4 separate regions of the Mus musculus genome follow, and all the other regions are linked to region 1. A link is a contact called in public promoter capture Hi-C data. All regions are on one chromosome and are shown on one strand. Each heading gives the region's core, a stretch centred on a gene start, on an enhancer-like site or on the middle of the called end of the contact. The rest is flanking DNA. Distances are from core to core; before and after follow the strand shown. Region 1 holds the start of Lgals9 (lectin, galactose binding, soluble 9). Region 2 holds the start of Atad5 (ATPase family, AAA domain containing 5). Region 3 holds the start of Tefm (transcription elongation factor, mitochondrial). Region 4 holds the start of Suz12 (SUZ12 polycomb repressive complex 2 subunit).

Evidence for each region. Promoter capture Hi-C pulls out the DNA fragments that hold promoters and counts their contacts.
Region 2: a contact with region 1 is called in a promoter capture Hi-C map of pre-B cells, with 3 times the contacts expected there. The contact joins the promoter of Atad5 here to the promoter of Lgals9 in region 1.
Region 3: a promoter capture Hi-C map of liver shows a contact between it and region 1, with 2.6 times the contacts expected there. The contact joins the promoter of Tefm here to the promoter of Lgals9 in region 1. A contact is called at or near these places in 2 of 39 promoter capture datasets (both in liver).
Region 4: a contact with region 1 is called in a promoter capture Hi-C map of liver, with 2.5 times the contacts expected there. The contact joins the promoter of Suz12 here to the promoter of Lgals9 in region 1. A contact is called at or near these places in 4 of 39 promoter capture datasets (the C10 cell line, liver and pre-B cells).

The regions. Positions count from the first base shown.
Region 1 is chr11:78,982,998-78,989,534 of GRCm38.p6, reverse strand. Lgals9 (lectin, galactose binding, soluble 9) reads left to right here and starts at 4,611. Exons shown (of 10, transcript NM_001159301.1): 1 at 4,611-4,757. The coding sequence starts at 4,719.
Region 2 is chr11:80,084,612-80,091,278 of GRCm38.p6, reverse strand. Atad5 (ATPase family, AAA domain containing 5) reads right to left here and starts at 1,879. Exons shown (of 23, transcript NM_001029856.2): 1 at 1,443-1,879. The coding sequence starts at 1,508.
Region 3 is chr11:80,139,253-80,145,544 of GRCm38.p6, reverse strand. It overlaps Tefm (transcription elongation factor, mitochondrial), which reads left to right and starts at 3,392. Exons shown (of 4, transcript NM_183275.2): 1 at 3,392-3,468; 2 at 5,222-5,679. The coding sequence starts at 3,426.
Region 4 is chr11:79,990,215-79,996,503 of GRCm38.p6, reverse strand. It overlaps Suz12 (SUZ12 polycomb repressive complex 2 subunit), which reads right to left and starts at 3,398. Exons shown (of 16, transcript NM_199196.2): 1 at 2,905-3,398; 2 at 841-887; 3 at 695-759. The coding sequence starts at 3,184.

The sequences.
Region 1 (6,537 bases), core at 3,362-5,861:
GTAGGAGCATTCCTCAAACGGCTTATTCATCTAGTCGTGACAAAATTCTCTTGGAGCTAGTCTCCGTGGTCTCCACTGGGCAAAGGTCTGTGCCTCGAGCCCCACGTCTGGGCGCCACTCTGTCCCATCCAGCAGGACTTAGTTATTCTGTGGGTTGAGGAGGACCGAGGCCTGAAAGAGAAACGGGCAGAGAAAAGGGAGCGAGACCAAGCAAAGAGTTGTCAAGGTCTGTTTAATGGAGGCTAGGAGCCTGGTTATAAGCATACAATGAGAGAAAATAGGGAGGGGTCGAGGGGGCATAATAAAATACAGAGAAAGGGATGGACATCTGGGGTGGATGCTGATTGCAGGCTTCAAACATCTTGCAGCTTATCTTGGAAATGTTGGCCCTAAAACAGTCCCGGGCACCAAATGGAGACATGAAGGAGGGGGGGTGACATAATTCCCATCAAAGGGTCAGCCGGATCTTCAGGGTGAGAGTTGTTGAGGGTCTGGTTTCCCACAGTTTGGTCTCTCACATCACACCAAGATGTTTTCCTGACTCGCTATACAAGTAATCAAGTGTATATATTGTAACAAGTGATTCCAGTGTAATTAGGACAGCAGGATAGACTAGCATACCAGGGGAACGGGACATAGCCAGGGAATACACCTACAACTGATACAACCTACAAAGGCAGCAATGTGGAAAGGGGAAAAAAAATACTAGTAGCTTAGACCAGCCTTGAACTCACTCTGTAGCCCAGGCTGGGCTCTGACTTGGGGCGGGGGGTGGGGTGGGGGGTGGGGGGGAAGATGGCGGTGAAGAAAAACGAAAAAAGGATGTATAGTGGCACTCTAAAGCTTTTAGAAAAGGAATGTAAGAGGGTCTGTCACTCTCTCCCAGGCACAGCTTTCTTAGTATCCCAAGATACCAACCATTCACATAAAAAGACTTCCTCAAAACTGAAAGCTTTAGACTGTGAGTATAGCTTACCCAGCATGTAAGAGCATGCTGGCTGGTATTATCTTCAGCACATAGAAAGTTAAAAAAAAAGAGAAGAGAAGAGAAGAGAAGAGAAGAGAAGAGAAGAGAAGAGAAGAGAGGAAAAGGAAAGGAAAGGAAAGGAAAGGAAAGAAAAGAAAAGAAAAGAAAAGAAAAGAAAAGAAAAGAAAAGAAAAGAAAAGAAAAGAAAAGGAAGACTTTTTAGTTTGCTAAAAGCAGAGTCTGGCCACAAGTATCAGCAAGACCAGTTAACAATGGATCCTTAACTAAGAACATGTACTGCTCACCTACTGGGAAACTGTCTCAGTAGTTTCTTATTCATAAGCTTTCCTTATGACCTAGAAATTCCATTCCTAGGCATTACTCAAAGTAAAAAACAGCCTATGTCCAGAGACTGAGCTATCGCTTACTTGATTGAGTACTTGCTTAGGGAGCAGGAAGCCCTGGGTTTTGATTCCCTAAAACACACACAACCCTCAACACTCATCGGACAGGGGCAGGAGGATCAGGAGTTCAAGGTTATCCTGAGTTCATTGAGAGTTCAAGACCAGTCTGGGCAAGGTGAGGATCTGGTCTAAAAACAAAACAACAAAGCAAAACACCCCCTTAGGTCCACACAAAGGTATGTACAAGATATTGTGACATTTTGTTGGGCATGAGGCACATGATTTTAATTACAAACTCACTGGCACAAGAAGTAGTTAGATCTCTGTGAGTTCAAGGCCAGACTGTTCTACGGAGAGAGTTCTAGGACAGCCAGGGCTAAAGAGTGAAACCCTGTCCTTAACGGAGGAAGAAGGCAGAGGAGGAGGAAAAAGAGGGAGAAGAAGAGGAGGAGAAAGAGGAGGAAGAAGTAGAAGACGAAATTAAGAAATTCACAACAGCTTTAAACATAACATCCACAAATGGAATGAATCCCAATGTCCATCAAATGCAAGTATCACCCCTAAATGACTTGTTTTCCTGAACTCAGCTGGGCCCATGTCCTTCAAGGCTCTCGGAGATTTTTTTTCCTTTTAGCTGTGATTTGTTGAGGTACTCTCTGCCTAGAAGGAAACATGCTGATGCTAGTTCAATAGAAGAATGTTATGTAGCTAGCAGGAACCATCTCCCAGACCACGATCCGGAGCATGTACCGCCATCAGAAGTCTGTGCCTCTCTCAGGCAGCAGCCCCAGTGGCAAGCTGTTGCTGGATTGGATGTGCATGGCATTGCCACAGTGTAGGCTCGACTATATCTGGCTCTTTCATGTATTCCCCATTCCCAGGGAGCCAAGGGCCCTTCAAATGCACGGAGTTCCCTGATGTCTCTCACGTGACTGTGTATTGCTTCCTTTTTGGAGCTGTGATGCACAGAACTGTTTTGAACAAACAGCCAGGGCTGGGGCACAGGAGAAGGGCCTGGCTGCTGTATTGAAGCTGAAGCACCAGTTCTGGCTGGGTTCTTTTACATCCCAACTTGCAGAGAATGGGGATTCCAGTTGCCCCAAATCCCAACCCGTTGGTAGTTGCCTAGCATGACAAAACTGTCCTTGGTGTCCATGATAGCCAGAGGACTGCGAAGAATTCCCTTTCCACTTTGCTCCAACAGGATAGCCTGCTCTTGAAATCCAGTCAGTTCCTGTTGAGTAAGGCACTTATAACTGGGGCAAAGGTAAAAGGAGGCGCGTGGCCTCTAAGAAAGCATATCTAAGAATTAGTCTTTGCAAGTTTTGGTGTGTCTCGGCTGAGTGTAAGAAGAAATCGTGTTGCAGATAAGTGTCTGACTTCCTCCTTGGAACTGATTTTCCCCTTGGTATCCCTTGGTACCCAGAGGGCCATTCTGTGATACTGTAACAGAATGTTGCAGGCTAACTAATTCATAGAGAACGTAGGCTAACTAGTTCATAGAGAATGTATGTTTCTTTCTCTCTACCCTGGAGGCTGGGAAGCACAAACCAAGATAACCGTCTTATGACTGCATGGTTGAAGGCAGAAGGTAGAAATATAGGCAAGAGGTCAAATCTGCAGCTGCATGTCTTTTGCTAAGCCACACCAGTCCAAGGAAAAGAACCAGTCCCCAAACCGAATCAGCTCCCATGGTGCCGGGTACACTTCCCAACACTGATGCTGTGGGAATAAGTTTGCAGCCCATACTTCTCTGGGAATAACGACCACAGCTTTGTCACAGCAAGCTTGCTCCTAGCTAGCCATAGTGCAATCCCAAAGTCCTGAATGAGTCCAGGTAAGTCTGTTTTCCTGGCTCCCCAGTCCCACCCCCACCCCAAACCTGTCCTGCAATTCTTTGCTTCACTGATTATTTCCCTTAACTCATAACCTAAGCTGCAGGAGCTGGGTTTTGGTTTTGTGTTTTTGTTTAAGGCAGGGAAAGGCTGGTGATGTAGTTCAGTTGGTGGAGTGCATGTCTAGCTCATAGGAAGCCTTAGGTCCTAACCCCGGCACCATCAGGTAGAGGTGAGTCATAGGTATAATCCAAGCACTTGGGAGGTAGAGGCAGGAGGATCAGAAGTTCAAGGTTGGGGCTGGAGAGATGGCTCACTGGTTAAGAGCGCTAATTGCCCGAAAAACAAAAACAAAACAAAACAAAAAACAAAGACAAAAACAAAAAACCAAAAAAAAGAGCACTGACTGTTCTTATGAAGGTCCAAAGTTCAAATCCCAACAACCACATGGTGGCTTACAACCATCTGTAATGACATCTGACATCCTCTACTGGTGTGTCTGAAGACAGCTACAGTGTACTTACATATAAATAAAAAATAAAAATTATTAAAAAAAAGAAGAAGTTCAAGGCCATCCTTGGCTACATACTGGGTTCAAAGCCAGCCTGGTCTACATGAAGAAAAGGAGGAAGTGGGGAGGGAGGAAAGGAGGAGGGAGCAATTATGTATGTTGTAGACTAGGCATGCTGGGAATTCATGATGGGTCATCTCTCCTGGCTTCAAAACTATTTCAAATATTTCCTAGGGTCTCCTCCCTTGTCACTTGGAATATTCTACTGTGTCCAAAGTATGTTTCCTCTTCTTACCCCAAAACAGAGGGACAGAGGGGAGAGACAAGGAGAACAGACAAATTCACAGGCAGATGGCAATGAAGTTCCCAGGGCCCCCACATAGTCCACATTAACAACCTCAGCGGTGGTGTGTTTCTTGCAAAATAGCTCTCCATGGTTAAGCTTTCACACCAGGGAGAGATGCTTCTTGGAAGCCTACAGCATCACAGAGATTTCGGAGTGCCCGTAAGGAGTTGTGTAACCTTGCTCATGCTGCCCCTTGGTCTTTCTGAGCACTGTTTTCTCTGCACATACAAAGGTCTGAGGAAGGTCTTTTCCACGGATGCCCACCCAGAGGACAAATGAAGGCTCAGCTCTGCTAGATGGGGTGAGGAAGCAGGCTCAGAAGCACAGCCACTTCTGGCCGAGGCTGTCGAGGAACGCCTGCTGGCCATGTGACTGGTTCTCTGGGCAGAGCACAGGAAGGGAAAGTCAAGGCAGAGCAGGGAACACCCAGTGTCCACTGGTCCTAGGTCCTCCCACTGAGTCCCACCTCCAGCCCTCCACCCTGACATCAGCTTTCTTTTTCTCTAGACACTTCCCTCAGCCACTGAGCTCCTCCCCTTGAAGAAGTGCCAAATAGCTGTGGTTTCTGTTTCCTAGCTCAGCCCTGCCCTGCGCAGAGTTCTGTCGTCCACCATCGAGTGAGGAAGAGAGCATTGGTTCCCCTGAGATAGAAGAGATGGCTCTCTTCAGTGCCCAGTCTCCATACATTAACCCGGTGAGTTGTGGGATGCAGTTGTGGGGTGATTGAGGAAAAGCTAACGGCCACATCCAGGGGAAGTTGCTCTGGACCTGTGGGGAAACAACGGAGTGGCACAGATAGAGGGTGGGGTGTCCTGCAGACAGCACATAAGGGACAAACATGCCAGGCATGTCAGCTGGGTCATCCTGATGCAGCTCGTGTCTCATGCTAGGCTTGCTGTGCCTCTGAGGACCCAAGGGTGCCACTCACTATGATTTATGAGGTGAATTAACATGTGCCTGTTCCATGCTACCTGGTAGCATCTACAAAGGAAGGAGACGGTTTATATGATGATGTGGATGGGCTTGTTGGGGGTGGGGGGAGGTAGCAGGTAGCAGATATTCACATGACACTTAAAGTGTCTGCCTTAGAGAGGATCTCTGTTCAGCCATTTACAAACTAGGTGATGTCGCACGCGCAGTACTTTCTCCTCTCTGTATCTGTAAAATGGAAATAATACTTAGTCTGTCTCCTGAGGTTAAAACAAGGAGAAAGCAGATAGCACACGTGGGTGTTTAAACAGCACCTGGAACATGGAGGTGTCTTGGGAGTGCACGGGAGGGGAACAGGGAAGCCCTCCCCTCTGTTCTCCAAGGGCCACATCAGAATTCACCCAAGAACACTTCCAGAGTGTGTGCAGACAGGCAAGTAGGGACTGTCTTTTAGTGCAGGGTGCAAAGGGCTGCCTTGGGCTCCTTTTTCCACCCCCTGTCTATAGGTGGTTTTGTTTATACACTAGGAAGCTTAGTAGCCACACTGTAAGTGGAGACACTGAGACTTTGAGAGGTCGAGGCCTTGCCACATGTCCTCAGATGGTGGGTGACAGCGAAGGAAAGTGCTTTTCCCAGAAGAGGGGATGCTCATGGGGAGATGGCAGTAATGGAGACGAAAGTGATGCTCCCAGGAACCTTCTGTAGAGTCGCCGTGTGTGCAGGTGGGAGATAGCAGGGTCTGTAGGTGAGCTGGCTGCCAGAGCCCAGCGTCAGAGCCTGATCTAGCACGGCTCTGGGCTTTGCTTGGGGCTACCAGTGTCCTCAGCCACAGGGTTAAGGCTTCTAACTTGGGACCTGCATGGAAGGTAGATGGGAAAGCTAGAAGGGACTGTCCAGTGTCTCTGTGGGGCCTTCAAGGGCAGGACGTGTCACAGGGGCATGATACACCCACTCTGGTTTCCCACCAGGCAGAGCTGACAACTTGAATTTAGAAAGTAGACTTTTCCCAGCACTAGGGAGGCAGAGGCAGGCGGATTTCTGAGTTCAAGGCCAGCCTGGTCTTGAACAGTGCCCCATCTTTAAAACAATCAGAAAAAAAAAATGAAGGAAAAAGCAATATTTTCAATTATGAAGGGAAATCCTCCCACGGGGGAGGGGAGAGGTTAAACAGGTCTTGGTGGGAGACATGGAGGCTATGTCGCCGTAGCACTGGGATCACAGGTCCTCCTACCTGGCTGGTCTCACTCAGTGACCCACTGACTTCTGCAGCTGTGGGTCACACGTCCACTGAAGTGCTGACGTTGTACAAAAGTCATGTGACTCCTGTCCTGCAGAGGAACAGTATTGTCACAGCCTGAGGGCCATGTCATGGACAGGCTTGGTTGCTGACTCCCATGAGGGTCCAGAAGAAGATGGGACTGGGCAGTATGACTCTCTTGTGTGACCCTGGTGACCAGGGGCCAAGGGCATGTATGTGCTTCCTCATGAAAGGGAGCCTATATCACCTATGACGGAGAACATTGGTTCTAGTGTCTGAACCCCAG
Region 2 (6,667 bases), core at 630-3,129, 1.1 Mb before region 1:
TCCTGGCACATACAATAAATAAATAAATGTAACAAAATAATTTTAAAGGGTAAGAAGAATTTGTAAGGGGTAAAAATAACATTCAAAATAACTGGCAGGAATAATAAACGATATTGGGACAAATTTTGACCATTTAGATAAATGAGGTAAAATTAAATATGTTGAAATAATAAGTGAATTAAAAGTGAATTTATTATTATCATCTTTAAAGCTTTGAGATGGTATCAGAGGCACCACACAACAGACACTCAAGTAAGATCTAAGTTCAAGTACTAGACCTGACATCTACTGGTATGGAAATCTTAAGCAAATTAATTTTTAAAATATAACTTGGGGCTGGAGAAATGGCTCAGCGGTTAAGAGCACTGACTGCTCTTCCAGAGGTCCTGAGTTCAATTCTCAGCAACCACATGGTGGCTCACAACCATCTGTAATGAGATATGATGTCTTCTGGTGTGTCTGAAGACAGCTACAGTGTCCTCATTTAAATAAATCTTTTAAAAAAAAAAAAAACTCGATTAACGGGGTGTGAATGGTGCATTCCTGTGATCCCTGAATAAGCAGGCTGAGGTGAGTAGGTGATGAATTTGAGATGTGCTGTGCTACACAGTAAATAATATAAATATTCTGTAGCTGAAAAAGTTACTTAATTATAAAAATTAAGAATTAGAATTTAAGTGAATACACATCTTAGCTCACTTTAAGGGCACCAGAACACATCAGAAAGCTAGCCTGGTATATGGTGTATAAAAACCATAGCATCTCTGAAGAGGCACAAGCCTGTAATGATGACAGAAGAAAAAGTAGGTCAGAGATGTACTTTAAGATCCTAAAAACTACTTCTAAACGGCATAGAATATCTTTATAGTTGTTTAGTATATATTTCTCTTTCTTTCTCAGAAAGCAAGGGCTTCCTACATTAAGCACTGTCCTCTACTTAGTGTATTCTCTAAAACATGGTAAATATTAAGCACCTACATGTCACTGAGACTCTTAACTACATTACATTAAGCTCTGCGGTCACGGTAAGTTCCTTACTTGATCCATTTAAGTGACATTCTAAATGGAATTCCTAGGACAGGTATTAGTACGGGACTAGCTGAACTTAAAGCTTCATCTTCTTCGCCGTTCTGTGATCCCACATCATCATGAACAAAGAAAGTGACCCTGAAATCCTTGGTGACATGCTATTCCACCAACGTTTCAAGGACCCGGGAACTGTAGTTTTCAAATCCTGACTTAACAACCAGCCCGAAAATATCTTAAAATGCCAACGCTTTTGTGAGAGCTTTACACGGCACACTGAGGCAACTATCCCACACAAAATTATGACTGTGGGTCATCGTGTCCCTCCTTCCTCGTCCCAGAAGCACGCAGGACTCCCCCCATCCTCACGCCACAATTCCCCAACACTGGCAGAAAGGAACTTGACGGATCCTCACCTCAATCTCGTAGTCCTTCACAGGAAGGGGTGCTGCAGCCGCCGCCATGCTCAGGACCCCCACCATGATCTCTGCCTCCTAGAACCCGGGCTCCTAGGCCCTTCAGAGGTCCGGCCCAGCCTGGCTGGAGGCCATAGGGGCGGCAGGTCCAGTGGGAGCGAGCTGCGAGCCGGGGAGCCCGTCTCGGGTCTCGTAGAGACCACCGGCCGGACGCGAGTGAGAGGCTGGGCCCAGGGCCGCCGAGTCAGACTCAGACAGAGATGTACGGGAAGCCCGGGCTCAGGCCCCGAGGTGGCGGCGGGACAATACAAGGTGCCCCCGGGGCAGATTCTCCAGAATAAGCGCTCGAGCCCCACAGAACGCAGATCGGACTAGTGGGGCTTCGGCGGGAGTTCTGTCAATTGGGTTTTCCCGCCGTCCGGAGCGCAGGGGGCGGAGCCTACGACCGCTGTCGGAGGCTGCGCAGACGGTGAGCCGCGAAGGACAAACTACTTCCTTTGGCGAATCTGCGCGCGATTGTAGCAATTTTAGATTAGGAATCTAGTTGAATTTCAGAGATTCGCACTTCCATGTTAAAGTTTGACTTATTGAAGACGTGTTTTGTCTAAGATTACCTAATCATTTGGTGGCCGAATTAACTTAGACTTTAGCCGTTCTTTTTGTTTGTTTGTTTTTCAAGACAGAGTTTCTCTATGTAGCCCTGGCTGTCCTGGAACTCACTCTGTAGACCAGGCTGGCCTCCAAGTGCCGGGATTAAAGGCGTGTGCCACCACTACCCGGCGACTTTAGCTATTCTTAAAATTATATTTTTGAAGCCAGGAAGTGGTGGTGCACTTGGACGGCAGAGCAGCAGATATCTTTAAGTTTGAGGCCAGACTACGTAGAAAGTTCCATTTCAGCCGAGAGACTCTGTCGTTATATAGATAGATATGTAGATAGACTGACTGACAGAAAGACAGACAGACAGAAGATAAAAAGAGATAGAGGAGCCAGGCAACGGAGGCACACTCACACCATTAATTCCAGCACTCTGGAGTTAGCAGAAACAGGCAGACCAGCAGTTTGAGGCCAGCCTGGTATACAGAGAGAAATCCAGGACAGCCAAGGCTACACAGAGAAACCCTATCACGAAAAATCTAAAAAAGGAAGAAAAGAGGCAGCCAAAAGACACCTCATGTTGATCTCTGTACTCTGCATGTATGTATGTACATCTGCACTAACCCACAGGAACATATTATACACATCACACACACAAATATATTTTTTCTTGTTTGTTTGTTTGTTTGTTTGTTTGTTTTTGAGACAGGGTTTCTCTGTATAGCCCTGGCTGTCCTGGAACTCACTTTGTAGATCAAACTCAGAAATTCACCTGCCTCTGCCTCCCAAGTGCTGGGATTAAAGGCGTGCGCCACCACTGCCTGGTGTGTATATATTGGAGGCCAGAAGAGAACATGGAACTGGAATTACAGGCAGTTTTGAGCTACCATTGTGGATGCTGGAAACCAAACCAAGGTCTTCTGCAAGAGCAACAAAGCCCTTTACAACTGAGTCATCTCTCAGGCCTCAGAAAGCATGGGCTGGGCTACTGAGCTACACACCCAGCCCACAATTAACCATTATAAACAGTCTTTGTAAAACCCAGTCACAGTGGTTAAAGATTTAACTGCTGCTGGGGCAGTGGTGGCACATGCCTTAGTCCCAGCACTTGTGAGGCAGAGGCAGGTGGATTTCTGAGTTTGTGGCCAGCCTGGTCCACAGAGTGAGTTCCAGGACAGCCAGGGCTACACAGAGAAACCCTGTCTCAAAAAAAAAATCAAAACAAAAAACAAACAAACAAAAAAGAGCGTAGACTGCACCTGCAGAGGACCTGAGTCTGGTTGCCAGCACCTAAGTCAGGTAGGTCACAACAGTCCTTAGTTCCAGCTCCAGGAGATCTGATGCCGTGTTCTGGACTTCACAGGTATTCACTCACACACACCCACATACCCACAGACAGACACACAACTGCACACATAATTTAAAAATAAATAAAAATAAGAACAAGTAAGTGGACTGTCAATGTTGTTGGAGTGCCACAGAGGATCAGAGAGCTTGCAGCACAATCACGAAAACATCCCAGCCCCGTGGAACACACTGGGCATTGTGTGTATGGCTGGAATGCCAGCTCTGAGACCAGCAGAGATAGGAGGACAACGGGGCCCGGCCTCCAGCCTAACTGGGAAACCATGAGCCCAGGTTCATGGCTACTCACAACCATAGGTAACTTCAGGCCCAGGGGATCTGATGCCCTCTTTTGGCTTCCATAGGCACAAAAACTCTGAATGAATGGGGTACAGAAACATACATGCATGCAAAATATTCATATACATAGCACACATATATACACACACACATACATACACACACACACACACACATATACCAGGGGCTAATCGGATATAGTAGCACACACCTATAATCACAGCACTTAGGAAGTAGAGGTGAAAGGTCAGCAGTTCAAGATTATTCTTCACTGCACAGTATGTTTGAGGCCAGCCTCAGCCCCACGAAACTCTATCTCAAAAAACAAAAACAACTTAAAAAGCAAATAACAAAAAAAAAAAAAAAAACTGTCCCTGGAACCTCTGCACACCTGCTTTGCCTCAGTCAAAATTCTGTGCTTTAAACTTAAGGTTTCTGAGCTTCCATTGTACCTGATGCATTATGTTCCACATTTCCACTTAGTCTGTGCTGTCAGGGCTGGACTGTGAGAGCAAGCAGAGCGCCCCCTGCTGGTTTCGTTCTTAGTTGCTCTCTAAACATTTTGTGTCTGAGTGTGTGCTGTGTGTGCTTGTACACAGCCACATGATCCAGCCTTTCACGTAAGCACTTTGACATTTTAAAAGAGAAGCATAACTTAATCCCAGCACTAGAGAGGCAGAGGCAGGCGGATTTCTGAGTTCGAGGCCAGCCTGGTCTACAAAGTGAGTTCCAGGACAGCCAGAGCTATACAGAGAAACCCTGCCTGGGGGGGGGGGGGGGGGGAGGGGGGGGGAGCTATAACTTAGAGATGTTTACTTTTGGTGGTTGGTTTCCTGTTTATTTTTGTTCTTTTGAGACAGGGTCTATGTAGCCCTGGCTGTCCTGTAACTTGCTCTGTAGACCAGTCTAGATCTCTCCCAGCATCTGACTCCAGAGTGTGGGAATTAAAGGTGTGTGCTACCATGACCAGCTATTTAAATTCTCTTTTTTAAAGATTTTTTTTTTAATTTTTTTTTAAAGATTTATTTATTTATTATATGTAAGTACACTGTAGCTGTCCTCAGACACTCCAGAAGAGGGAGTCAGATCTCCTTACGGATGGTTGTGAGCCACCATGTGGTTGCTGGGATTTGAACTCCTTGACCTTCAGAAGAGCAGTCTTACCCACTGAGCCATCTCACCAGCCCCTTATTTTTTTTTTTTATGTGAGTACACTGTCACTTTCTTTAGACACACCAGAAGATGGCATTGCATCCAATTATAGATGGTTGTGAGTCACCATGTTGTTGCTGGGAATTGAACTCAAAACCTCTGAAAGAGCAGTCAGTGCTCTTAACTGCTGTGCCATCTCTCCAGTCACTATTTAAAATCTTTTGAAGAATTTTTTTGTTACTCTTTTGGGCCCTCAAAACAGGGTTTTTTTTTTTGTGTGTGTGTGTAGCCCTGACTATCTTAGAACTTACTCTGTATACCAGCCTGGCCTCAAACTCACAGAGATCTGCCTATCTCCTGAGTGCTGGGATGAAAGGCATGCACCACCACCGGGCTTACTGTTATTATTCTTACTTATGTGTTTGAGTGTGTGTCTATGTGTGGTATGTGCAAACATGTGAGAAGGCCAAGGCATCACATTCATCTGCAAGTAACAAGGGGGTTGGGCGCTACCCTACATGGGCACTGGGAACCAAACTCAGTTCCTCTGCAAGAGCAGTATGCACTTTGAACTGCTGGGCCCACTCTGGAGTTCCTCTTTTTCGTTGTTTTTGTGCAGTGCTGGGAGGTGGTGACATGTCAAACCAAACAGGGCCTTGCACATCTTAGGTGAGCACTGTCACCAAACTGTTCTTGTGCTCAGAGGTACTTAAGCCTCTGCTCATCGTCTCTGCGCTTCATAACCCTTTCTCTTGTCCTTTTGGTGTCAGTGCAGTCCCCTGGTTGTCCCACTGACTTGGGGAAGGCTAATCCCACGCCCTCCTCTGGATCCTTGTAATCTGAGCTATTCCATGGCCAGTTGGCATCTGCCCTTGCTGCTTCTGGATTCTCTTCCTCTCCTGTCACTCTAGCCACAGGATGATTCACTCTTTAGAAATGTCCTCTGTTAGGTTGAAAATAGCAGGGCCTTCCAGGTGTGGTGGCACAGACCTTTAGACCCTGCAGACACAGGGCAATCTCTGAGTTCATGGCCAATCTGGTCTACAGAGTGAGTTCCAGGACAGCCAACATTATTAAGAAGGAAGGGAGGGAGGAAGAAAGAGAAAAAGAGACAACAGACAGAGAGACTGACAGACTCTGCCTCAAAATCAAGCAAACAAAAGCTGGGCCCAAGAGTGGTTAAAGGTGCTTGCTGACAAGACTGATAACCTAGATTTGGTTCCTTGGACTCACATGGTGGAAAGAGAAAAACTGACTTCTGTGAGTTTTCCTCTGATTTCTACAAATGGCACACATAGAATACATACATACATACATACATACATACATACATACATACAAAAGTAAACAAATAAGCAAGTAAATAAATGTAAAATAAAATTATAAAGTTCAAATAGCAATGCACTCCCTAACCTCATGGCTGGGCAGAAGAGTTTCTCAAGAATTCATTCAGGTGCCTTTTTTCTTCTTTCTTTCTCTCTCTCTCTCTCTCTTTCTTTCTTTCCCTGTGTGTATGTGTGTGTAGTGAAGATATCCTACATACAAATTTTTGCCTTCCATCCCTCCATCCCTATATTAAGAAAATAGGGGCTGGAGAGTTGACTCTGTAGTTAAGGGCACTGGCTGCTCTTCCAGACTGTGGTTCAATTCCCAGCAGCCACATGGCAGCTCACAGGCGTCTGTGACAACAGCAGCTCACAGGTGTCTGTGACAACAGTTCTAGGGGATCTGACACCTTCACACAGACGCGATTGCAGATAAAACACCAATGCACATAAAATACATTTTTTAAAAATTTAAAAGAAGAAAAGAAAAGTAGGAAGGAAGAACGG
Region 3 (6,292 bases), core at 2,143-4,642, 1.2 Mb before region 1:
CCTGTTTCTGCCTCTCAAGTGTTGGGATTAAAGGCAAGTGCCACCACTGCCTGGGGGCATTTTATTTTTTACATAGGCTGGTGAGATGGCTTACTGAGGAAAGGGTCTTGCCACCAAGCCAGATGACCTGAGTTTGATTCCTGGAACTCACGTGGTAGCAGGTAAGACCCATATCCGGTCAATTGTCCTCAGACCATCATGCATGTGCGTGTACAGCTGCACAACCTCGTCACAAATACATAAATGGATTTGAAATTGTAAAACTTCAAGGTAAATGCTGGAGAGGTGGCTCAGTTCAAAGGTAGCACTGCTCTTGCAGCGGACCGGAGTTTATTCCCAGCATCCACATCAGTGACTCCTGGACAGCTCTAACGTCAAGGGGTCCTATGGCCTCCTCAGACGCCTGCACTTTCGGTCACCCCTCACCCTACCCAACACGCATACACATTCATAATTTTAAAAGAATTTAAAAAATAAATATTTTTTAAAAGAGTTATTTATTTTATGTATATGAGTACACCATCTCTGTCTTCAGACACACCAGAAGAGGGCATCAGATCCCATTACAGATGGTTGTGAGCCACCATGTGGTTGCTGAGACTTGAATTCAGGACCTCTGGAAGAGCAGTCAGTGCTTCCAACCTCCAAGCCATCTCTCCAGCCCCCAAATCTTTTTTCTTTCTTTCTTTTTAAAGCTTCCAATTCAGAAAGAAATGACTGCCTTTTCACTCCAGAACTTACTATTTTCTGAGAGGTAACGGTTCAATTACATCCTTCAAAACAGATATATTGAATCGGAACTCCCAGTACCTCAGTAGGCAGCCTTATTTGAAAAGAAGGTCACTGGCAATGTCATTAGTTGAAATGACACGGAGGCTGAGGAATGGGTAGCTCTTGCCTAACACACATGAGGCTCTGGATTCAAGTCCCAGCACTACACAGTCAAAAGAATAAGACTGACAAGTGACCTGGGACATAGCTCCACTGTCTTAGGTGGCTGAGAGGAGAGGAGACCTTGAGCCCAGAAGTTCAAGGGTATCCTGGGCAACATCATAAGAGCCTATCTCAAAAACACTTCCTTCTCCCAAAATGAGATTACACAGGACTGGATCTGTGGCCACTCCAACATGGCTGCTGTTCTCATGAGATGTCCGTGTGAATGCCTAGTGACAGCAGAGTGACACATATGTGGAGGAGGTAGTCATCTGAAGGTCAGAGAGAAGCATGCATTTCCTGCAGTCCTCAGAAGGAACCAACCCTCCTGACACTCTGGTCACAGGTGTCTGCACTCCTGAAGTGTGAGGGAATAAATTTCCCATGGTCCATTTCAGCATCTCTGTGGTACTCAATGAAAGAATTCTGTATAAAATTTTGTGTTTTAAAAAATTTTGAGCAGGGTGTGGTGGCGCACGCCTTTAATCCCAACACTTGGGAGGCAGAGGCAGGTGAATTTCTGAGTTCGAGGCCAGCCTGGTCTACAGAGTGAGTTCCAGGACAGCCAGGGCTACACACAGAGAAACCCTGTCTCAAAAAACCTAAAAAGAAAAAAAAATTTGGAAGATTTTAAAATTGTCTTTATTTTTGTTAGATCCTTACATTCTGGAGACATCATTAAGATTCATAGAATTTCCATGAGTTTCCCTAACTAACCCTTTTTTTTTTTTTTTAAGACTAGGTCTTACTATGACAGCCCAGGCTGACCTGGAATTCATGCTTGAGTACAGGAATGTGTTACCACACCAGGCACTCTTTCTCTCTCTCTCTCTCTCTCTCTCTCAAATATTTATTTATTTATTTATTATATGTAAGTACACTGTCGCTGTCTTCAGAGACACACCAGAAGAGGGCATCAGATGCCATTACAGATGGTTGTGAGCCACCATGTGGTTGCTGGGATTTGAACTCAGAACCTCCAGAAGAGCAGTCAGTGCTCTTAACCGCTGAGCCATCTCTCCAGCCCCCAGGCTCTCTTAAGAATAACTTTTATTTTAGACTTATTAATTTGTGTATATGAGTGTTTTGCCTACATGTATGTCTGTGTGCCAAGTCTGTGCCTGGTGCCTGTGGAGGTCAGAAGAGGTTATTGGACATCCCCGGAACCAGAATTATAGATGGTTGTCAGCCACCATGTGGATGTTGTGAACCAAAGCCGGATCCTCCACAAGAGCAACAAGTACTCTGAACGGCTGAGCCTGTGAATAGCTTTTGTTGTTGATGCCTTTTGAGACAGAGTCATTTTTGTAGTCTAGGGTGGCCTCAAACTCATTACATAGCCTAGACTGGACTCAAACTCACAATTCTCCTCATGCTCCTAAGTGTGGGCATTATAGGTTAGCTACGACGTCTAATATAACCACAAACCCATTACTAGACCCTTTTCCACTCTTCTTCCTTAGCCCAGGTTTCATTCCCCACAGTTCACTCTGCCTTGGCAAGAAAATCTGTTGTCATTCCTCCTACGCCCCGCCCAAGTTACCTGGCAACAGCCAGGTAGGCCTGGCTTTGCTCTAAAAGGAACTGCTTGCCCTCTCTGACTCTTTTCTCTCTGACCCCTTTTCCCCTCTCTCCTCTTCTCCCTCCCCGTCCTCTTCAACGTGTACTGGGCCACCAGTTCGTTCGTGTTCTCTCTCTCTCTCTCTCTCTCTCTCTCTCTCTCCCCCCTTTCCCTGCCTCTACTCCCTTCTTAACTCCCCCCCCCCCCAATAAACTCTATGCCATACTGGAGCTGGGTACCTCGGAGAGGAGGGGATGCCTCAGGATGGGCACCTCACCACACCATACCGCGCTCCATAAAACACAACAATTGTTTTATAAAACATATCACAATAACTTTCCGATTCCTCTTTCTTGTCCTCAGGTTCTTCTACAGTCCAGCCTCACATTGGCTGCAAATGACCAATTTTCTTTTTTTCTAGAAAGCCCCTCTAATCTGACTTTGCAACTAAAAAACAAGCAACCTGCCCGACTTTTTCAACTGTTCCACTTCGCATTCCAAGGATCAAATGTGGCTCCAGACTCACCTCCCCCCATCCTTTTCAAACAGTCAAAAGTGCCCAGCGTCAAAGCGACCTCATACATTGGCCTTATCCCGTGCATCTCTCCCAGATACTCCTCCTCTCAACTCCGGACAGGGTTACATGTGTGCATATAGGCTCCCCACTGTCTGCTGTGTGTCTGGGAACCCAGAGGAGACTCGCCCCAAAACAGGATTAAACCTAGTCTACTCCTATGCATCTCGGCGATCCCGAACGGCCACACTTTCTCCAGAGACCATCAGCCATCAATTACTAGGAACTCCGTTGGCATTTCCCTGAGACTGTCGCTTTCGCCGGAACCCTTCTGCCCAGCCCCGGCCGAGCACTTTTTGTTGGAGCACACGAAACCGGAAGTTGAGGAGGAACACAGGCGTGGGAAAGAGCCTGGCGATGGCTTGGAGGACAAACCTTGCTTGCCTCATCAAGGCCGGAGGTAGGGTTCCTGAGCACGAGGTGGATTGCTTTCCAGTCACTAGCCTGTAACCGGGAGTGGTTCTCTTCTGCCCTGTGTCCGGTTGTCCAGCGTGGAGCTGTAGCGGAGCTGAGGGGCGTTCATGTCCCCCAGCCCCGGAGCCCGTCCGCTTTAATGGCCCGGGGTCCACGCGCGTGCGCCCCTTCCCGGGCCGGAGTAGCTCGCTTAGCCTCTGGCTGTGTCGTCTTCCTGTGGCCGCGCTGGGAGGATGACTTTACACTGTCTTATAAAGTTATCCATTGCACAATGTAGACTGCTTGCAAAAATACAGCCTTGTTAGCAATATTGAGAACCATGCAGAACAAAATAAACCGTCCCCACCACTTAGTTAATATCACCAGCCCCCGCTTGCCCCAGTCAGAGCTCCATGTTGCCCAAGCTGGCCTGCAACTCACTATGTAGCTAAATCCTGATCTTCCTGCTTCCATCTCCTAAATGCTAGGATTGCAAGTGAGGAACACCACTCCTGACCAGCTAAAACATTTATTATAAACGTATAAAGTTTAATTTCCTTTAGTTCCATCAGATGATAAACTAGTAAAAAATGGAACTGGAGATCAATCATAAGAGGCGATACAAAAAATCCTCATAATATTATAAATGCCATAAGTAGCAGACATTTGAAATAATTTTAATTAAAATTAAGTGGTTCTAGGTATAGAAACCAAGGCCTTGCCAGAAACTAGGTCCTATCTAACTGGCCCTTAACTTTTTTGATTGTTTTTACTTTAGCAAACAGTCTCATTGCCTGGAACACTGTACTAGACCAGTCTGGCCATGAACTCTCAGAGGTCTGCCTGGTTTTGCCTCCCAAATGCTGGTTTTGTTTGTTTGTTTGGTTTTTTTGAATCAGGGTTTCTCTGAGTAGCCCTGGCTGTCCTGGAACTCACTTTGTAGACCAGACTGGCCTTGAACTAAGAAATCGACCTGTCTTTGCCTCCCAAGTGCTGGGATTAAAGGCACGTGCCACCACTGCCTGGCTCAAATGCTGGTATTAAAGGTGGACTCTACTTATCCCGAGAAGACTACAATTTCTTTATTTTAATTAATTAAATTTTTGGAGATGAGGTCTCAGGTAGTCCAGACTGTCATAAAACTCTTGGAATCTGAATCTTGTATGGACTGCCCCTCAGGTGCTGAGGTTGTACATACGGAGTTACAGTGCCAGGCAACTACAGCTTCTTCCTTGAGACAGCGCCTCTGTGTAGTACTGGCTATCCTGGTGCAGCTGAATTACTATGAAGTCAAGGCCATCCTGGTCTTCATACTGAATTTGAGTATGAAGACTATCCAGTGACATCCTGTCTCAAAAAAGAAAACAACAACAAAAACCCCACAAACAAACCCAACCCTACCAATGATCAAAACCAACCAACCAACCAACCAAAAACCAAACAAACCCTCAAAGATAGATAACTGTAATTATTGTAAAACTACTCTTTATGTTTTGTTTGTTTTTCAATACAGAGTTTCACTGTGCAGTCCTGGTTGTCCCGAACTTCCTCTGTAGACCAGGCTGCCCTTGAACTCAGAGATCCTCCTGCTTCTGCCTCCCCAGTGCTGGGATTAAAGGTGTGCACAACTACAACCAGCTCTACACTCCTCTTAAAGACAATTCTCTGTGATAATATGGTCTGTGTGCAAGTCTGTATAACTGCACAAGCTTGGGTATTAACTGTCAAGGAGAACATTATAAGTCAAGTTTCCCTTTTAGGGAGGAGATGGTTTCCAGTCCCAGAGTACTCATCCCTGCCTCCAGTCCTAAATAACACCTGCTCTGTGAGGAAATCCACTGCACCTGAGAAACGTGTTGCCAGTGTTGCTGCTTGTGATACAGATGGAAAGGAGCCCGGGAATCCATTGGACAGGCTCTTCTCCCTGGAGCAGCAGGCTTCTATCTTACAAGTGCTGAATACAGCTTCTGATAAAGAACTGGAAGCTTTCAGGTTGCTTCGAGGAAGGAAGTCCGTCAATATTGTAGAACACAGAAAGAAGTTTGGGCCGTTTCAGAGGTTGGAGAATTTGATAGACGTGCCCTTGATCCAATATAAAACTGCTGTTGAAGTTTGTAACTCCATTCTCTGTCCGGAGAACAGACGGAGGAAAAAGTCACAGGAGAAGTGGCTGCTGAGAAAGTTCATCAAGCCAGGTGTAGAGCAAGAGAGACTTAAGGTACAGTCTCCCCTGACCACCACCCTTTGGGAACTTACTCTGGAAAGCAAAGCACCGTTCCCAGTGGTGGGTGAGAGACGAGGTTTTTGTTTTATTTCTAAGTGTGTGTGTGTGTGCGCGCTCGCGCACGTGCTCTCTTTTCTGTCTCTCTCTCTCTCCTAATCAAGAAAACTTTCAAGAGTCAGTTCTTTCTTTGTGCTGTGTGGGTTTTTGGTGGGCTTGGTTGCAAGTGCTCTAACCCTCTGATTCATCTCACCGACCCAAAATAAGATCCTTTAGAAGTCTAGATATACTCATATTACTGGGTGATTGTTGCACAAAATAAAAGGTACTGATAATTGCCAGGTGACCAGAGGGAATCCTTGTAAGGAAGGACTTGGGGAAAGTTTGCTCAACTTGGAAGAGAGGGATTAGGCTAGCGGGAAGAAGAGTTTCTGTATAGGAAACGGGAATGACTAAGTATCTCTACACAAGGCTTCGTTTTTATTATAATCACTTTAGTCCTTATTGTCACCGTGCCTTTGGCTTCCGAGTGCTGGCATCGATGGACTGGGCCACCACCACTTGGTTCCTGCTGAGCTTTCTAACTGGCCCCTATTTTTATTTTTTATTT
Region 4 (6,289 bases), core at 2,149-4,648, 1.0 Mb before region 1:
GTGTGTGTGTGTGTGACGCGCGCGCGTGTTCTCATCTTTAATCCTACTGTATCACAGTAGGGTTAAGCCTATAGTATTTGAATACTTCTTTGAAGACTCCAGTATGAGTTTAACAAATACACCAGAATTAATATTATAACTGATGGTACGACTTCAAAGAGAGTAACATGAGGGCTAAGGATATAGCTAAGTGGTAATAGCTAAGTGTCTACTATGCCTAAAACCTGGAATTCAATTCCCAACAGTGTCCTTCCCCACAAAATACTGTTATACTAATAGTACGTATTATACATAAACGTAAATATATACATTATATTAAGAACTGAACTCCAGGGGCTAGAGAGATGGCTCCTCTTCCAGAGGTCTAGAGTTCAAATCCCAGCAACCACATGGTGGCTCACAACCATCTGTAACGAGATCTGACTCCCTCTTCTGGAGTGTCTGAAGACAGCTACAGTGTACTTACATATAATAAATAATAAATAAATCTTTCTTTAAAAAAAAAAAAAAAGAAACTAGTGACAAACTAGAATTACAAAAGAGATACGTTTAAATTTTTCAAACAAGTTGATCTTTCAATTTTCCTAATATGTGATCAGAACTTTAAAGTGCATTTTCCTGAGCTGCTCTACCACACTCTAAGACAAAACTTTCTATAGTTTCATCAGCTTGAAATAAGATTCATAAAACATACCTTTTGATGCTTGTTCTGGAATTTCGATGAGACATGTAAGTAAGAGTTCTGTGCAAAAATATTGGCTATAAAAAATTAAAAAGATTAAAGTTACAGATGAAATTATAAGAATGAAATAATACTGGTGAATTTCATTGACTACTTACTGCGATAAGATTTCGAGTTCGAAGAAATCTATATATCTGTGTTGGTTCTAGGTAACAGGAAACAAAATCCAAACATTATCTAAATGTACTTTTTAATGAACTTGTCAGTAAATTATCAACCCAGCCCAAGACAACCCACACCCTAAGCAATATAAAGCAATCAATCTCCCATTATGGAAATAGTTTACTACATATTTATATCTAGAAAACTAGTAAGCAGGAAAGGTCATTCAGTCCAAGACATATACTCACAAAATCTTTTTCCCGCCCCCTCCTCCTCCCTGAAGGTAAAACCTAAGGGTCTTTCTCTACACTGTCACTAATCCTTTCTGTGGTAGCCACCATCAGTGAGCAAAGCAAAGAGCAATAAATTAAGTACCTTGACTTAGCTCTACTCCACACACACATTTACGCCAAGCAAGATGAAAATTTCACTTTAGTTGGCCATTAAAAAACTTGTAGTAACTAGTCAAAACTAAACTCTTAACAAACATTCTAATACAGATAGGATCAAAAAATTAGTATTGTAAAATTCTATCTTAAACTCATAACAGCTTCCAAAAACATTTTTCCCCAAAACAATTTTTAATGCTTAAAATTTAAATTATTATAAAGGGCTTAGGTTAAATAGTTGAAATATATCTTCCTACAACTCCCCCATTCCAGTAATATTAGATAACTACCAGAATCACATTTCTTTAAGACATGGTAATGTAATTACAAATACCTATATTAATAATTACATTAAGAACTTAATGTCTAGAAACTGAATTAAGTATTAGGGGTAAAAAAAAGATCTAACTCTTAATGGTAACTGTTTTCTTGCAAGTGGATTTCATTGAAAGCTAGTAGTTAAAACCTTCCTAGAGGATTGGTTTTCTCATAACATTTAGAAAGTTTTAAATTTCCAATTAATCTTCAATTTAGTTTTAGTTTCAAGTTAAAGTAAAAGGAGATGAGATGTCTTAGAAGAGGTACAAACAAGTGTATTTATTCTCATTACTGTCCTTCAGTTCTGATTATATTTAAAAGCTTTTCAGATTTTTGTAAAAGTATATTAAGCAAAAGAATAACGATCTCTGAAGCATGACCAATTATCTGTTTCAATATTCAAAAATCGAAATGATTTGTATTAAATTCCAATAAGAATTTCACGAAGAATCAATGAAAATGAAGGAAGAGTATTAAAACAATGTAAAACGTCTTTCCAAGCACAGCTGATACCAAAGCCCATAACATATGCCACGGATATAGTGTAAATAAAGAGATTCAACGGCAAAGCTGACTTCATTCAAGTTGCCGTAAAATACCCAGCTAGAAGATTGCTAAATTCCACTATCTACACAAAAGAGGTGCAAAACCATCAGGATATAATGCCCACTTAGTAACAATTTTATTTATAGTCATAATGTTTATAAATTCTATTGTTTGTTTCCAGGCACTGTGTGATCCCCTTTCCAAAAAAGTCAGTTTCGCCCTCCACGCATCTTTTAAAACGAAAAACCGGGATTTAAAAAAAAAATGTTCTGGAATTAAGAAACAACTCCAAGGTTGTCCACGGAGAGGACGCTTGCCCCATTCTGTCTCTCTCAGTCTACGCACCCATAAAATGGGCGGAAAGGTTTGAAAAGCTTAAAAGGTTTCAAATGCTGCGTGTTCACTCACACGCAGCCAGAGTGGGTACGAACGCATTTCAGACCCATGACAATTTCCTCGGCTTTACAACACTCATCTCCGGACAGGCTGTGTCTCGTCCCCCCGAAACCTACAACTATAATCCCTGTACTTGTGGAGTAAGGAAGACACAAACGAAAACACCAACTCGTCTCGGGATCTATATGCGCTCAGTTCAACCGTCACGTCCCCACCTCCAAGGCTGCTCTGAACCTGGGGGCCCCGGGGCGACCCTTCCGGGAGTCAGGGACCTGCTCGGGACCCCGGCGTTCCCCAGCGAGTCCTCCCTCCACTCCCAAAGCAAGTGGACTCTCCGAGAACCCGGCGGAGTGCCCCGTGCCCCGAACGCCGGAGAGGGGCACCCCTGCCCTCGAAGCCGCTCACACTCACTCTCAAAGGCCTGGAGGAAAAGCTCGTGGTCAGCCTGGACGTGCTCCATTTTCGGCTTCTTCACCGGCAACACCGCGGCCCCCGCCGCCGCCGCCGCGGCCGCCGCCGAGGAGGAGGAGGCCGAGTAACTGCCGCCGCCTCCACAGCCCCCGCCGCCGGATTTGCCGCCCGAAGCCGCCGCCGCCACCGCCGCCGCCGAACCCCCGAAGCCGCCTCCCCCGGACCCCGCGCTGGGCCCCGAGCCGCCCCCTCCCCCACCGCCGTGCTTCTGAGGCGCCATCGCGGTTCCTGCCTCCTCCCCCCGCCAGCTACCCGCCGGGCGGCCCCGGAGAGTGAGCGCGCCTGCTACACCAACCGCTCGCCCCAGCAGGCTCCAGCGGACCGAGGGGGGAAGGAGGAGAGAGGGGAGGAGAGGGGAAGGGAAGGGAGGAGGAGAGGAGGGAAGGAGGGAGGAAAAAAAAAAAGTGTCTCCTCCGAGCCCCGCTCCGCTTCGGAGGCCGCTCACCCTACCCTGGCCTCGCTCCGCCCACTTTCCCCGCCCGGCGCTCTGATTGGCCGGCGGGAGCGCGCGCCGCCGGGCCGCCCAGCCCGTTGGTCCGCAGAGTCCCCCGTCAGTCACGCGGAGGCGCTTCTCGCGGAGGCGCGGCTTGGTTGGCCCGTGCGCGCTGCCGACCGCGGGCCCGGACGCCTCTTTGAACTGAATTCGCGGGAAAATGAGGGGTCGGAGCGGCCTTCCTGCTCGTCCCGGTGCATTGTGGGCAGAGGGGGACTCGCGAGCGGCTTTGGGAGCCGTTTCTCGCCTTGAGAGCTTCGTCAGTCGCCGCCCCCAGGGGGGCAGAGGTCCCCTGGAGAGAGAGGCGGGTGACTGAGAAACTGAAGGCGAAGGGGCCTTTGAAAGGAGCGGAGGTCCACCGCGGATCCCGAGACTGTGTGGTCTCAGGAAGTGACCTGCCCCGGGGGTGCTGTGTGCTCAGTCTCATCTCCACTGAGGCAGGAGGAGATCGGATCCCCTGGCCGCCACGTGCCCCAAGCCACCCATGGCCGAAATCCCCTAGCGCAGCCACTGGGTTGTCGGACGTGAAGGGCTCGCCTACGAAAGGGAGCGACCTATTTTGTGGCGGCCGTTTCTCAGAAATTAAGGAGACTTGGTTTTGTTTTGTTAAGTGATGTGAGGTTTTGGGATTCTGTGGAATTGGGTTGTGGCTTCTCAACACGATGCGAGCAAAGTAGATACTTCATTTTCTCTGAGACAAATAGGTGATTCGAAGTAAAGACATTTCTTGAAGTTTTATTTATTGTACTGCCAAAAGCTTGTGAGGAACGCTGTGTTTTGAGTGTCTTGTTTAAAAAGATAGATAAACTGGGCGGTGGCGCACGCCTTTAATCCCAGCACTCCAGAGGCAGAGGCAGGCGGATTTCTGAGTTCAAGGCCAGCCTGGTCTACAAAGTGAGTTCCAGGACAGCCAGGGCTACACAGAGAAACCCTGTCTCGAAAAACCAAAAAAAAAAAAAAAAAAAAAAGATAAACAGACCCGACCTAAGTCTGTTGGTACAAATTGGCTTACTCTGAATAACTTGGATTTCAAGTTAGACAAAATAACCAGCTTATATTGCTTATATTTTAACTTTCTAAAAATGTTTTTATGCTCGGTGGTGGTGGCACACACCTTTAATCCCAGCACTTGGGAGGCAGAGGCAGGCAGATTTCTGATGCGAGCCTGGTCTACAAAGTGAGTTCCAGGACAGCAAGGGCTATACAGAGGAACCCTGTGCCTAAGTCTACACCAAGGTCGTATGCTGCGGTCCTTACAGCCAAAAGAGGATGTTGCCTCTCCTGGAAATGGAGTCACAGGTGGTTGTGAGGCCTAGGGTGGGTGCTAAGAATCAAATAGAGATCTCTGAGAGAGCAGCCAGTGCTCTCAACTGCAGAGCTGTAAGTCCAACCCCACGTTATGTTTTATATTAAGAAGAAACTTTAGAATGCTCTCATTATACTAGTCTGTATTTAAGAATATTTCTTACTGCAAAATAGGTATATGGTGGGTTTTTTTCCCCCTTATGTTTCTGAAGAACGTCTCTGATGAATGCCACCCCACCGAGGTTTCTGGAGTTTTAGCTGCGGTATTGCTTTATAGCGTTAGGAAATTCAGTCAGGGTCTGAATAATTAAATTACTCTAAGCAAATCCAAAAATATCGCATTACAAACTAGAGTGCTAATTTAACTATGTGACAACTATATAGCTGTCAAAATGTTCCCTCTTCATCATTTGTCAGGGTTCAGTTGTAGGGAGGGAGAGGACGGAGGGACAAATACAGTCAAATAACCAAGTGAAAGATTATCATGAATGTTTGATGAAAGGAGAAATGCACCTAAGGGATTTGGGGTATTCTTAAAGGAAATGGTAGTAGCAGGCATTAATGTGATGTTATACATCTGTGCTAACCAACATTAATCATGAAAAAGCCAGCCATGCCATGAGAGAGGCGCTGCTGACCAGTCCTCACTTCTACATTCCTTATCTAGAATGTCCAGAGAATGCAAAAAAATAAAAATAAAAATCCTATGACTTAAGAAAAAAATTAATTAATTGAAGGGTCATTTCAGCTACATCATCTTGACAGACCACCTCTAGCTTGGTCTTGTCTGGCTACCTTGTTACTTGGGATGACAGGTGCTTTTGAGGTTTGTGATTGCAGTTCACTATCAGTGATACAGATATTTAACTCCCCCACCAAGCAATGAAGTTAGATTGCTTTCCAGATGTTTTGTTTTGTTTTTCCTTCATGTCATATCTGGGATTGAATGTAAACTACTAAAAGTCAAAGACCATAGTGTTCACTTTCTTTGACATTTCCCAGCTTGTGTCCAGAAGTATCTGTAAGGAGAAAAAAAACAGGAATTGGTTGTTAATTGTCTTATCACTTGCAGTTGTCAATATGAACACTAACTCATCTTTTCATAATTTTTTTTCTTTTTTTGAGACAGGGTTCTCTCTGTGTAGCCCTAGCTGTCCTGGAACTCACTCTGTAGACCAGGCAAAAATCAGCCTGCCTCTGCCTCCCAAGTGCTGGGAGTAAAGGCATGTGCCACCACGCCCGGCTCAGAGATTAGTTTTTAATTTACATTTATGTATTTTTGGGTATGCAAAAGCATCTGTGCATTTTCTAGAAGTTAACCAAGATATCAAATCTGTTTTTTTGTTTTTTTTTTTTTTTAACTTGTACAATGTCTTTCTTCCCCCACCCCCTTATCTATACTTATCCTTTTAAAGGCTAGGGCTGAAGTCACAAAAAAAAAAAAAAAAAAAAAAAAAAAAAAAAGCCTATAGACACTATATCAAGAATATTTGCCAGTGCCTGAGTAAACTAGTTATGTTTTATAGT